3 separate regions of the Sus scrofa genome follow, and regions 1 and 2 are each linked to region 3. Evidence: chromatin contacts called from public Hi-C data. All regions are on one chromosome and are shown on one strand. The core of a region is the stretch at or near the end of the contact, and the rest is flanking DNA. Distances in the headings are between cores, read along the strand shown. Region 1 holds the start of NFATC4 (nuclear factor of activated T-cells, cytoplasmic 4). Region 2 holds the start of ADCY4 (adenylate cyclase type 4). Region 3 holds the start of TINF2 (TERF1-interacting nuclear factor 2).

The links. A called contact is a pair of places that touch in the nucleus more often than the background predicts.
Region 1: a Hi-C map of skeletal muscle shows a contact between it and region 3, with 5 times the contacts expected there. The contact joins the promoter of NFATC4 here to the promoter of TINF2 in region 3. A contact is called at or near these places in 6 of 47 Hi-C or Micro-C datasets (embryonic fibroblasts, heart right ventricle, liver and 1 more) and 1 of 2 datasets of contacts at active chromatin or transcription factors (alveolar macrophages).
Region 2: a Hi-C map of liver shows a contact between it and region 3, with 8 times the contacts expected there. The contact joins the promoter of ADCY4 here to the promoter of TINF2 in region 3. A contact is called at or near these places in 1 of 5 promoter capture datasets (fetal skeletal muscle), 14 of 47 Hi-C or Micro-C datasets (blood, embryonic fibroblasts, epiblast stem cells and 6 more) and 2 of 2 datasets of contacts at active chromatin or transcription factors (alveolar macrophages and skeletal muscle).

What each region holds. Positions count from the first base shown.
Region 1 is chr7:74,928,121-74,932,074 of Sscrofa11.1, reverse strand. NFATC4 (nuclear factor of activated T-cells, cytoplasmic 4) reads left to right here and starts at 2,387. Exons shown (of 10, transcript XM_013978173.2): 1 at 2,387-2,774; 2 at 3,871-3,954. The coding sequence starts at 2,675. It overlaps LOC110261591 (a long non-coding RNA gene), which reads right to left and starts at 2,356. Exons shown (of 2, transcript XR_002345915.1): 1 at 1,499-2,356; 2 at 646-966.
Region 2 is chr7:74,953,923-74,957,717 of Sscrofa11.1, reverse strand. It overlaps ADCY4 (adenylate cyclase type 4), which reads right to left and starts at 2,308. Exons shown (of 27, transcript XM_001927556.7): 1 at 1,392-2,308; 2 at 889-1,092. The coding sequence starts at 1,047. It overlaps RIPK3 (receptor-interacting serine/threonine-protein kinase 3), which reads right to left. Exons shown (of 10, transcript XM_001927424.4): 8 at 3,529-3,795; 9 at 3,335-3,395; 10 at 2,463-2,801. The coding sequence ends at 2,662.
Region 3 is chr7:75,055,152-75,059,264 of Sscrofa11.1, reverse strand. It overlaps TINF2 (TERF1-interacting nuclear factor 2), which reads right to left and starts at 2,474. Exons shown (of 8, transcript XR_002345917.1): 1 at 1,930-2,474; 2 at 1,683-1,787; 3 at 1,462-1,563; 4 at 273-1,383; 5 at 119-186; 6 at 1-12.

The DNA.
Region 1 (3,954 bases), core at 1,138-3,637, 130 kb after region 3:
TATTTTGCTGTACACTTGAAAAGAAGACAGAATTGTAAGTCAACTACACGACAATTAAATTTTTAAAAGTCCAAAAAGGAAAAAAGGCAACCTCCAAGGCCGTTGAATCATGCTTGTGAAAGCGCAGAGCAGAAGTCAGTGCGCTTCCACAAACACAAGGTGAGAAAGCAGAGCTGTGTTTAGGTGTGCGCGCTAGGGGGCAGCCGAGCAAGGACAAAGGCCCGGCCGGCGAGAAACCGGACTGCGGGTAGGAGGTTGGCTGGGTCTTTGTGGCCGCCAGGGGGCAGACGTGTAGAACAACCTGAACCTAAAACTACCCTCTCTACCCCTAGCAGGACGTTGCAAGTCAGAAAACCATCACTCTGTTGCAGCCTAGGCAGATCCGAGGGTTTTCAGAGATGAGGAGATGCCCCCCCCTCCACTCCCCCCGAGGGAAGCTTGGCGCTCTAGGCCAGCTTGTTCACCACATTTAAGCTCAACAACTCTTTCCTCTGCCCGCACCCCCGGGGCCCCCACCCGCAGAGGGGAAATTGAGTCACTGGAAGGCAAAGCCAGAGTCGTCAGGGGAATGTGCGCCAACGCCAGCCCTCAGGGCCTTCCAGATGCTGGGAGGAGGGGGTGGGACCTCCAGGAAAATACACAAAGTGGGGTGAGAGGGGGAGGCGGCTGGCTGGGCAGGAGCTGAGCCAGACACATGGAGAAACGCTGCCCAGGATCAAAGGAAATATGACATTTGAAAAGAATGTGCACGTCTGCTTGTGCTGCGGAGGTGGGGCAGAGGTGGGGGGCGGTAGGGGCGGCGTGTGGTGGACCTGGGGCCACGTCGGGGTCTCTTCCCCTGCCCTTCTCGCCTGGGCTTCCCACCTCCTTCTGCCCCCCTCTTAGGTGGAGGCTTCCCGTCGGTCTCAGGATGTTCCTCGCTCTCCCCCTCCGTGGGTCTCTCCTTCCTTTATTTCCGAGATGAAGCTGGAAGGGAAATGTAACCTGAGGAGGCCAACCAAAGGAGGGGGGGGGAGAAAGAAAAATCAAACCAGGCCGCCTCCCCGCTCAGCCTCGGAACATTCTTCTCTCCCCGCCGGCCTCGCTTCTTCTCCCCGCCCCTCCGGCGTCGTGGCCCTGGGCTCGCCGCCTGGGCAGCTCCGCACGTCACTGGGGTCCCCCGGGGCTGGAGGGGTCCCCAGGGCGGGCCAGAGGGAGGACGGGAGAGAAGGGAGGGGAGCCGCCTCGGCCGCGGCAGAGCTCGGGCCCGCCGGGCCAGCCCTCCCCTCTTCCCCCGCCCCGACGAGCCTGTTTCTCATTAGAGTACGGGGCGCGGTCCCCGACCGGCTCCTGAGTGTTTGTAAACGTCTGACCCAAGGGCCAGTCGCTTAACCCTTTAGGTGCAGGCCTGGGGCACCGGTGGTGGCGCGGTCCTGAACCAGAGGGATTTGGAGTAAAAATCTCTGAGGCCTGTTAGAGAGGTTTGAAGCACACAGTCTGCCTAGGGGGAAAGGGTTACCTCTCCCCCACGAATCTCAGTCGAACCCCTTCTCATACAGCAGGGCCCCACCATGCCTGCCCTTCCTAGAAACTCCAGTTCTGTCTTTCTTCCACCTCCAGCCCAGGTGACAGGTGTCCAACCCTGGGGCCCCCCAGGTCGCTGGGCTCCGGGGCTCTGGTAAACCTGGCCGGGGTTATCAGGATTGCCGGAGCAGGATGCCATCGGATCCGAGATTCTTTCCAGACTACAGTTCTAGGGAGGAGGGAGCCGACTTCCCGTGGAGGCTAATTAATGTTCCCTCTGGGTGGCTGAGACTAGGGTAGAGGTAAAGCCCGGCCTGGATCATCGCCCATGGGCCCGTGGACCTTTGAACAGTGCCCGGAGACAGCTAAATATTCTTCACTTTTGGAAGACGGGGAGAGATGACCTGTGGAGGGGCTGATTTGGCAGAGCAAAGGCTTCCAGAAGGCCTAGTCAGGGGGGCCTAGGGCTGGGAGCTTCAGAGGAATGGCCTGCTCCTCTTCAGAGAAGCCTGGAGCCATGCTGCACTCCAGAACCGGCCTGGCCTTAGGTTTAGAGGGAAATGGGGGAGAGAGGTGGTCCTCCCTTGTTAGTTGCTGGCTGCACAATTCTCCAGAACTTTAAAAAAGGTCTTCCGTGGGTCCTCTATATTGTGGGCCCACTATGTGGCCCCTTTAAGACGCTCGGACCCAGAGCCTCTGAACTTAGGCTAAGTTGGGGATTGTGGTGGTAGCGCTCCCTGCGGGAAATGATTGTCATAACTGCGAGCCAATAGGCATCATTATGGTCGTACCACGCTTGAGGGACCGTTTTCCAATTCAGTTTTGTTCTTTTTTTTTTTTTGAGGGGGAGGGACTGGAGAGAGGACAGAGGGAAGGAGGGTGGGGGAGGACAAGGCGCGCGTGGTTTTCCCATCTCATCCCTGGAGGCGGGGCTGGAGCATCCCGGGCAGCCAATCAGGGACAGGCTGGGGGGGGCACTTTGAAGAAGTTTGGGGAAAAAAGTTTGGAAAAGTTTCTATAATAACGAGGGGGCGTCCAGAGGGAGGCGGCAGCGGCGAAGGAGGGGGCGTCTCGGAGAAGGGAGGGAGGGAGCCACCGGTCTAGAGACTGCAGCCTCCTGAGACTCCCCCCCTCCCACCCAGCCCGGGACCTGGGGGCTTTGGCCGGATCCATGGGGGCAGCGAGCTGCGAGGATGAGGAGCTGGAATTTAAGCTGGTGTTCGGGGAGGAAAAGGAGGCCCCCCCGCTGGGTGCGGGCGGTTCGGGGGAAGGTTAGTGCGGGGCTGGGAAGGGGTCTTGGGGTTCGTGAGGGACGGGCGAGGGGATCCCGAAGCTGGGGACTTTAAGGTAGAGAGCCTGGGGTGAGAGATGAGGGGGCCAGAGGTTGAGGGGAGTCCCAGGGCTCGAGGATCTGTGGAGGTGAGGCTGGGGGCCGGGCACCACTTTCTCCTTTTTAGGTCGTGACTGGGGTGGGGGTGGGGGTGCTGTTGGCTGCGCGCCGCCTCTCGCTCGGCTCCGCCGACTGTCACTGGATGGGGGCGGGCGGGAACAGCGGTCCCGAGAGCCCGAGGCGCCGCCAGGGAAAGGGAGGTTGGGCTCTAGAGGTTGCCCTTTGGGGACCGATCCCTAGGCCCGCAGCCTAGACGCCGGGGGCTGGGGGCGCTCTCAGGCCCCGCCAGGGCTCCCCTCCCCCTCCCCTGTCTGGCCGCAATGAGAGGCAGATGGCGGGGATCGAGCCGGGGGCGGCGGCCGGCCGCTCGCACGAATCCGCACAGCCTGCGCCCCCCCCTCCAACCCCGCCCTCGCCCGGCCGGCGCACTGCACCCCCTCGGTTGCACCCCCGCCCCCAGATTGGGGGGAGCGAGGGAGGAGCCACCACCACTCGTCATCACGGCCCTGGCGCCCCCCTTCCCCCGGCCACCGTTGCGATGGCAACTGGGGCTCCTGCCAGCGCCGTTTGGGGGTTTGGGAACCGCTGCTAATTGGGTTCATGTGTGAGTCGCCCCCAGCCCAGCCCAACGCTTCCCTTAAACACGCCTCCAGGCCCAGCTCCAGCCGCTCTCAACCCGCCTCCCTCACCTTAAGACCCGCCCCGTCTGGTACCCCAGGTCCCAGGGCCAGGAGCTCAGACCGTGAGGTTCCCTGAGCCTGGCGTGCGTGGATCTGTATCCACCTTCCCACGTCCAACTTTGCTTTGTCTTGTGGCTCTGAAGGGCATCTCAGAGACTCCTCTTTGCTGAGGAGGGGGTAGCATACAGGATTTGGGAGGCTGTGCACTCAAAGAACCTAGACATCTCACCTGCTTCTCTCTCTCCCCCTCTCCTGTGTCATCCCTCTCTCTGTCCCCTTCCCTTTCTATTTTGACAGAACTGGACTCAGAGGACACCCCACCATGCTGCCGTCTGGCCCTGGGGGAGCCCCCTCCCTATGGCGCCACCCCTATTGGCATTC
Region 2 (3,795 bases), core at 1,059-3,558, 100 kb after region 3:
TGAGATTATAAAGCAAGTGAAAAATCCTAACTCACAGAAGGCATTTAGCCTTCTAAATCTGGCCAATTTGCTTGGGAGATTCCCTGCCTGAGGCCAAGGCTCTGAGTTTCAGGCCCCACCCCATACCCACCCCGCAGGGCTTGGGCAGCAGAGGGCGCCCAGAACCTCCCCTGCCTGCCTGGGAGCTACAGACCCCACCGCCTCAAGGCATAGAAGTCTGCCCTCCCTTGTCTCTGCCTTTGGTCCCCACCTCTTCCTGGACTTTATGGAGGACAGTCAAGGATCAGTCGCATCCAAAGCTTTTCCACCTTGCCCCCAAAGTAAGAAAATAAAACTTGGAGCAGGGTATTTCCAGAAACGGAATTTAAGCTCCCTCCCCCTTGCACCCCGCCGAAGAAACTAGAAATGGGTTTCTTTGGGAACTAAATGAGAGTGGGATGGAGGGTGCTTTCTGGGGAGTCTGTGGGCACAACTGCCCCACAGTCCCTAAGAGGGAAAGAAAACCAGGAAGCAGATTCCCAGGGGGCCCAGTGTAATTTCCCCCCTGGAAAATTGGAAAATCCGGTGTTGGATTTATTCTAGAACCAGTAGACCAGAGAAGCTTGTAAGGTCTGAGGTCTGTCAGTACCCAGAGAGAAATCAGAAGCATCGAGGATTCAGCTACCTCCCTGTGTAAACCCAGAGACTGTGGCCCAGAGAGTGACTTGCGCAGGGTCACTGCACAGTTCCTAGCAAGGTCCAGCATTTGTTTCCTGGGTCCCAGCAAAGAGAGCACATCAAAAAGAAGATGCCACAAGTCTCATCCCCAAAAATGTCCTCTAAGCAGTAACCCTCCAGCCGCCCCAGGGGAGGCACCCCACACCAAAATCCTCGTCCCCCTCTGCTCACCCTGCCACTGGCCCAGGCAACAGCGAGCAGTGCCAGGAGCCCGAAGAGCACGATCACCAGCAGCAGTAGCAGCAGCGGGTACTGCTGGCTCAGGCTGTAGTAGGTCTCGTAGAAGAGGTCTTCGCTGGGGGGCGGCCGGGGACTGAAGAGGCGGGCCATGGTCTCCCCAGCTCAGTGCTGCACGGCCTGGGGGTGGACCCCGGGCTGGGGAGGGCCAAAGTGGGTTATTGTCTGGCCCCTGCCAGCCTCAACTGTGCCCTTCTCACCGGGTCCAAGCCACTTCCACCCAGACCGCATGGCCTCGCAGCAATCCCATCTTCCAGGCACTCCCCGTGGCCTCCCTGCCCGTCTCCCAGTCCGAGGGGAGGGGAGTGCCCAATCCTTCACCCCTCCTCCCTCAAACCCAGACCGCAGAGGTGCCCTAGCAAAAGCCTCAGCACCAGGGGCAGGGGAGTTGGGGTGGAAGCAAAGGAGCCCCAGGTTCCCTCTTTCCCTCAACTCACTGCCCACGATGCTGCCGCAGCTGAACGGACTAACCCCAGGGCAGGTTCTGGAGTCACGCCTGTCTCTGGGCTGGTAGCTCTGAGCCCTGGGCCACAGGCGCTTCCCTCCCGGCGCCTCAGCCCCCTCCCACTTCCCTGATGGGACAGCCCGGCCCTTCCTGTGCCCTAGCCAGACTCCACAGGCCTCCTCCCCCAGTCTGATTGTCTCTCCCAGCACCAGGGCCTCCTCCCATCAACCCCTTCAAGGAATGAGAATGCAGACCATGGGGGTGCTGGGCCAGTATCAAAATGGACTCAGAACCTTGGATGTGGGGAGACTGAGGGAGGGCTGGAAGGAAGACTGGCAAAAATGCAGGGAAGAAGCACATGGTGCTGTATGGGAGCTAAAGTCTAGGTCAAGATGAGAGGGCTGCTCATTCCCTGCCCCTCCAGACTGGGTGGCAGTGCTGTGGCCCCATCTGACCGGTCCATGCTCCAGTGATGTCCAACTCCAAGGGAGGGGTGTGTGTGTAGCTTTGTGGAGCCATTGCTCTCCACTCCTAGACACCAGCAGGGAATCAAAGGGTTCTGAGGCCTCCGTGTTACAGCAATGTGTGCGTGGGTGTACCTGGGGGAGGGAGTGGTAATATGGAGGCTGACCTGTGAGAGACTAGGGGCATCGTGCAGGGCAAAGATGTGCTGGGGACTGCGAGTTCCCATGGAGAACCCCCTCCCCAGGACCCCACTGCCAAGCCTCCATAGCCCACAAGAAAAGGTGGGTGGCTGGGCCACAGCCTCTACATCCAGGGTTTGGTTTGGGGTGGGGTCTTGACCTGCCCTACAGGAAATGCTTTGCCCTGAGATTAGAGCAGCCCCAGGAGATAGGCCTCCAGGATTCCTTCCTGCCACCGGCTGGGCCTTGACCTTGTGTGCCACAACATTGCCCATTCCCAGCATCCTGCTTCCGGTTGGTTGTGGTCCGTGGTTGTGGTTGAAGGGCAGTACCTCCCACTCCCTCGATGTCAGCTCCCCGGTCTCTCATCCATGTCCCTTTCCCTCCCCTGGCTGAAGCTTTAGCCTCCTGTACAGTGCTTGGGCTAAAATTCCACCAAGTTTATTGAGTCCTGGGGGAACAAAGACAGTTCGGGTACAGGCCTAATGACCCTCAGAGAATGCTGGGTTTTCCAGAAGGCAGTTCAGAAGCTGCTTTGATACTGCTATCATGATACCAGCCCTGTGGCCCACTCCAGGCTTCCGTTTCTTGCAGTCCTTCTTTCTAGTTGTTTGAAAGCTACTTGTGCTGGGGGCCCTTCTTCATGCCCCAAGGTACCGGGCCCCGCGTGGATGAGGCAGTTCTTCCTTTTATAACCATGTAGTTGCTGTTTCCAATCTGCACCCCTTGGTTGTAAAGTAACTGAGAAGACCATGGCCCTTTAAGAGAAACAGTGATGCTCGAGGGAGGGTTAAAGGGTACAGATCTGAGAGTCTAAGCGAGGAGGAGCGGCAGGGTGGGGGGCAGCGGCACCTTGTGTTCACCCTGGGGAAATGCAAGTAGGCAGTCTCTGGGCCTGCCCACGACTGTGTCAAGGAGTGCCTTGGGTCTTCCCTTTCGGGTTTCAGAATTGGGTTTGCAGAAGCTCAAGAGGAGTGGCAACGAACATCTGAGACGCTGACATTTGGGTCTTTTCTGCTGGGTGGCCCTCTGGGCCTACATAGCAGCAATGGAATTTAGAGGTTCACAGAGCTGGAAAGTCAGAAGGCTCAGGGGCAAATCCAGGCTTTGCTGTGTGACCTAAGTGGGACCCAATCCCAGTTTCTTCATTTATAAGATGAGAAAGTTGGGGTAGGTGACCTCTAGCCCTTTCTCATCCCCCTCCCCAAGTACCCTGGATCTATATTTGATCTTGAGGAAGAAGCTGGTGGAAGAATTGAGCAGAGGAAAGGAGGGAATGGGGAATGGGTACCTGATATTGGATTTGGCCCTGGTGCCATGGGAGACCAGTTGGTGCCACGTCTTTCAGGCCCCTACAGACAACACAGTGCCATCAGGCTCCCTGTCCCTGGGCCTGTTCCCCTACTGCAGCCCCAAGTTTTCCCTGGCAAGGGGACAGGATTCACAGGAGTCCTAGTGCATCCTTGAGTCCTGCCAAGGTCTCACCTGATTCTCTTGGGGTCCAGGGCCTGGGGGCCAAGCTGAGGTGTGGCTGGGCTTCTGGCTCATGAAAGGTAAGGTCTCTGGGGTTTGAGGAGGTTGGGCTGTTGAATCTGAAGGTATCTCTGCTGTCCAGGTAGGCTGAACCTGCTCTTTCTGGGCCCTGATCCTCTCAGGAGGGTTTGTACATTTTTCAGGAACAGAGCTGGGGTACTCCTCCAGGTTCAGGCTGTTCATCATTTCAGAGACCACAGAATCATGGCTTCCTGTGCT
Region 3 (4,113 bases), core at 1,225-3,724:
ACGGAGGACACGCTGCAGGGAGGAAACCAGAGTCCAAGTACTCTTCTCGGTGAACATCGACCCTCGAGTCTCCAAGAGAAGGGGCTGTCTGACCCGGTCCTGACTCAGGATGACCTACCTGGCTTCCTGGCCCTCGGAGGTGATAATGACAGTCTCAGGGGGCCCATGGGGCAATCCAAGCAGTTCCTGAGGCGAGAGCAAACAAAGACAGGGTGAAGGGAAAGCAGGCAGGGAATGTGCCACTAGGAGGGAGAAACAACTGGTCTACTCACTCCTTTTGCTCTGAGGCAGACAGGTCAATTGGGTTCTCCTTCAGAGCCCTTCCCCCCAGGGTCTTGGATGGACTCCTAGACTTGCCAGCAGAGGCCGCTCTGGTGCCCACTGCACCTGCTGGATCTGCCATGTGTGTCCCATGTTCTTCCCTGTTTTCAGGCTTAGATATGACTTGTGTTGGTGAACCCAGATTCCTAAAGGGGAACAGCATAACTGTGGGGCGCTCCTTATGGCCTCCGCTAGTGGATGCCCACCGAGACTGGATTCTTCGCCGGCCTAGAGGGGCCAGATTGAAGTGGTGGCCAGCCAGAGGTTCTGGGTGCTTCCTTGAGATTGGTCCCTGTGGAAGGTGTGGGCCAGGCTGGGCTTTTGGCAGAGGGTTGTCGAGTGCTGGTCTTGGCTGCTGAGGAGGACTCTGCCCCATGGGCTCTGAGGTGGTCGCTGAGTCAGTAGCAGAGCACTCTGAAAAAGCAAGCAGAGCTGCTTAAAAAGGCAACCTACTGGAGTTCCCCTCCTGGCTCAGTGGTTAAGGAATCCGACTAGGAACCATGAGATTGCAGGTTCGATCCCTGGCCTCGCTCAATGGGATGAGCGTAGCCTTGACCTGTGCTGTAGGTTGCAGGTGCGGCTCGGATCCCGTGTTGCTGTGGCTCTGGCGTAGGCTGGTGGCTATATTTCTGATTAGACCCTAGCCTGGGAATCTCCATATGCCGCGGAAGCAGCCCTAGAAAAGGCAAAAAAGACAAAAAAAAAAAAAAAAAAGTCTCAGGCTAGACATTCCACCCCCAAATTCTTAGTTTTCAGAGATGGTCCTGGTACCTGGAGGTGGCCACCCCATGTCCACAACATACTGGCTCAGGACAAAAGAAGTGACAGAAGCTCCAGGCTGCATCCAATTCAGCACATCCTGAAGCTGTGGGCAAGGAGAAGAGAGGCATAAAGACCACAGTCCTTGACACAACCACCCACATTCTACCCTTAATGTGTTTTGTTCCCAGAAACCTGCTGTGCCTGCAGTGTAGGCAGTGCTTTTTCCAGCTGACACAAGTATTCAAAAAACAGCTTTTCCATGGCAGCCAGGAAAGTTTCCCCATACTCTTGCTCAAGTCCCTGCAGGAAGGAAAGAAGCAGGTCAGAAAAGGACTAAAGAAAAAGCTACACCATAGCTTCCAAAGCTGCCAGTCCCACCTGTAGGTTCGAAGCCAAATCAACAGAATCCTTTGCTAGTTGCTTCACCTGCTGGCAAAAGGTTTCCTGGGCCTCTGAGATTTTCCTCAGATCCTGCTTTGTCTGTTGGGAGTAAGGAAAGCAAACAAGTTAGGGACATCAGGACCAGTGACAGGAAGGAGGAGCAACTGTGCTGCCCTAAGTGTTAACTGGGGGTAGGGCTTCTTCCAGGGACGACTCACGGCTTTGGGGTCCCGCACCACAGGTCCAGACTCTGGGAAGTGGTGATTCAGGGCATTCAGAACCTGGGCCCAAGGCCGGCCCTGCAGGATCAGCTCCACCACCAGCTGTGAAGAATACTGAGCTCAGAATCCCCACGTCGGGGCAAGCTACCCTTTTCCAACCAGTCCCACTCCAGAGCGGTCGGTCCAGCAGAGGACCTCGTATCCCTCCCCTTTCCCCTCAACCAGGTCCTACTGACTCCAATACCTTGGCCTTTAGGCCCATACACAGGCGTTCATGGTGCCGGTAGCGAACCAAGCCAGGGGCAGCAGCGCGCAGGGATCGCAGAAACTCCAATACTCGCGGAAAATGCTCCACGCGCCGTCCGCGCACAACTTGCCAGCTGGCTGCGGCTGCGAAGCGCAGGGCTGCGGGACCAGCCTCCGGGGGCGCGGCCATGGCCGGCGGGCTCCACCCCAGGGGCCGTCCCTTTTGGTTCCTACCTCCAAGGCGAGGCTTCGCGACTCCTCCTAGGGGTGGGGCTTCCGGTGGCCCTCCGACTCCGCTATTTTGGTCTGCGCCGCATAGTTCGCGATCTGAGTCCACACCCTCCCGTGGGTCACTAGAATTCTAGGGTTTTTTTCCCCAACTCTGGATGCAGCCCGAATGGAGAAGCTGGCCAGCTACACTGGCACCAGGTTGCTGTGTCTTAGACGCCGCCGCAGTCTCTAACCGGACGGCTACCTCGCTTCGGCTCTGCCACCAGTTTCCCTACCCCGGAAAAGGGTGGCAGTGGAGAACCAATGGGCCTTCAGGCAGAGGAGACGTGACGTCGCGTCATAAGGCCACGCCCCCGCAGATCCGGCTGCGCCGCTGCCGGCTCCCGCCCACTGTGACCTGCTCTGCTGACGGCCGGTGGGTGGTGGCGAGTGCAGTTTTGGGTCCCGCCCCTGGCCTCGGTGTTTTTTTGCGGAGCATATAGAGAAGTCACGTCTTTCTTTGAGGTCTAGCTTTTTGGTCTTTGAAGGAGGTCTATGCCACTTCCTTTCTCCATTGTCTTCACCTCTCAAATACGATTCCTTAAATCCCGGCACCCAAACCAGCGCCTGCAAAGCCTTTCCCGGCGGCGCGCCGCTGCCATTAAGAATTCAACTGTTCTTCCTTTCACAGAACAGAAGAGGGCGCCCGCCTTTAAAAAATAAAATACAGGGAGTTCCTGGTGTGGTTCAGCGGGTTACGGACCTGACTAGTATGCTTGAGGATGCAGGTTCGATCCTTGACCCTGCTTAGTGGGTTGAGGGTCAGTTGCCTTGAGCTTTGCTGTAGGTTGCAGACGCGCCTCAGATCTAGCGTTGCTGTGGGTGTGGTGGAGGCCAGCAGCGGTAGCTCCCATTCGACCCCTAGCCTGAGAACTTCCATATGCCACGGGTGTGGCCCTAAAAAAGCAAAGGAAATCCAACCAAACAAACAAAAACAAACCCGAAAACAAAGTTTAAAAAGATACATCAGGAGTTCCCGTCGTGGCGCAGTGGTTAACGAATCCGACTAGGAACCATGAGGTTGTGGGTTCGGTCCCTGCCCTTGCTCAGTGGGTTGACGATCCGGCGTTGCCGTGAGCTGTGGTGTAGATCGCAGACGCGGCTCGGATCCCGCGTTGCTGTGGCTCTGGCGTAGGCCGGTGGCTACAGCTCCGATTCGACCCCTAGCCTGGGAACCTCCATATGCCCCGGGAGCGGCCCAAGAAATAGCAACAACAACAACAAAAAAAAAGACAAAAGACAAAAAAAAAAAAAAAGATACATCAGATTGTTACCCTGTTTTTCTCTAGATGGTGAGACTAGGTAATATTCTATGTTTTCTATGTTTGCTATCTTTTCTTTTTTAATCATGAAGTGCTAAAGTAAATAATAAAAATAGATTTTCTTTTTCAAATTGCTTCCGCGCACTTGCTACAGTCAGTCCCCTAATGTAAATGACTGTTTTACTTGTCTTTCTCCTTGTCACAGTTTCTGGTGCCTCTCATTTCCATTGCCAGGAACAGAACCTCTGCACACAATGTACATTTTCTGTTGATTGAATTAATTACCTTCTCTGACTGCCTTACAGGGGTTTAGTGAAATTACCCTTTCTTTGGGGCATCTCCTTTCCTAGATATAATGGCTCCCCACCGTCTCCACTTAAGATCAGTCTTCTGAGGTGCCCCACATATTCAGCTGCCCAGGGGGCATCTAGTTGGAGGTCCCGAAGTACCCAGATCAGACATGTATGAAATTCTAGTTATATTTCACTTTTGAGACATAATTTTGATATATACAGAAGTCTAGGTTGGTGGGCTTTTTTCCTTCAGCACTTTAAATTTACTGCACTCCACACAACTTATACAACTCAACAGCAAAAAAGCCAACAACCCAATGGAAAAATGGGCAAAAGACCGGAATAGATATTTCTCCA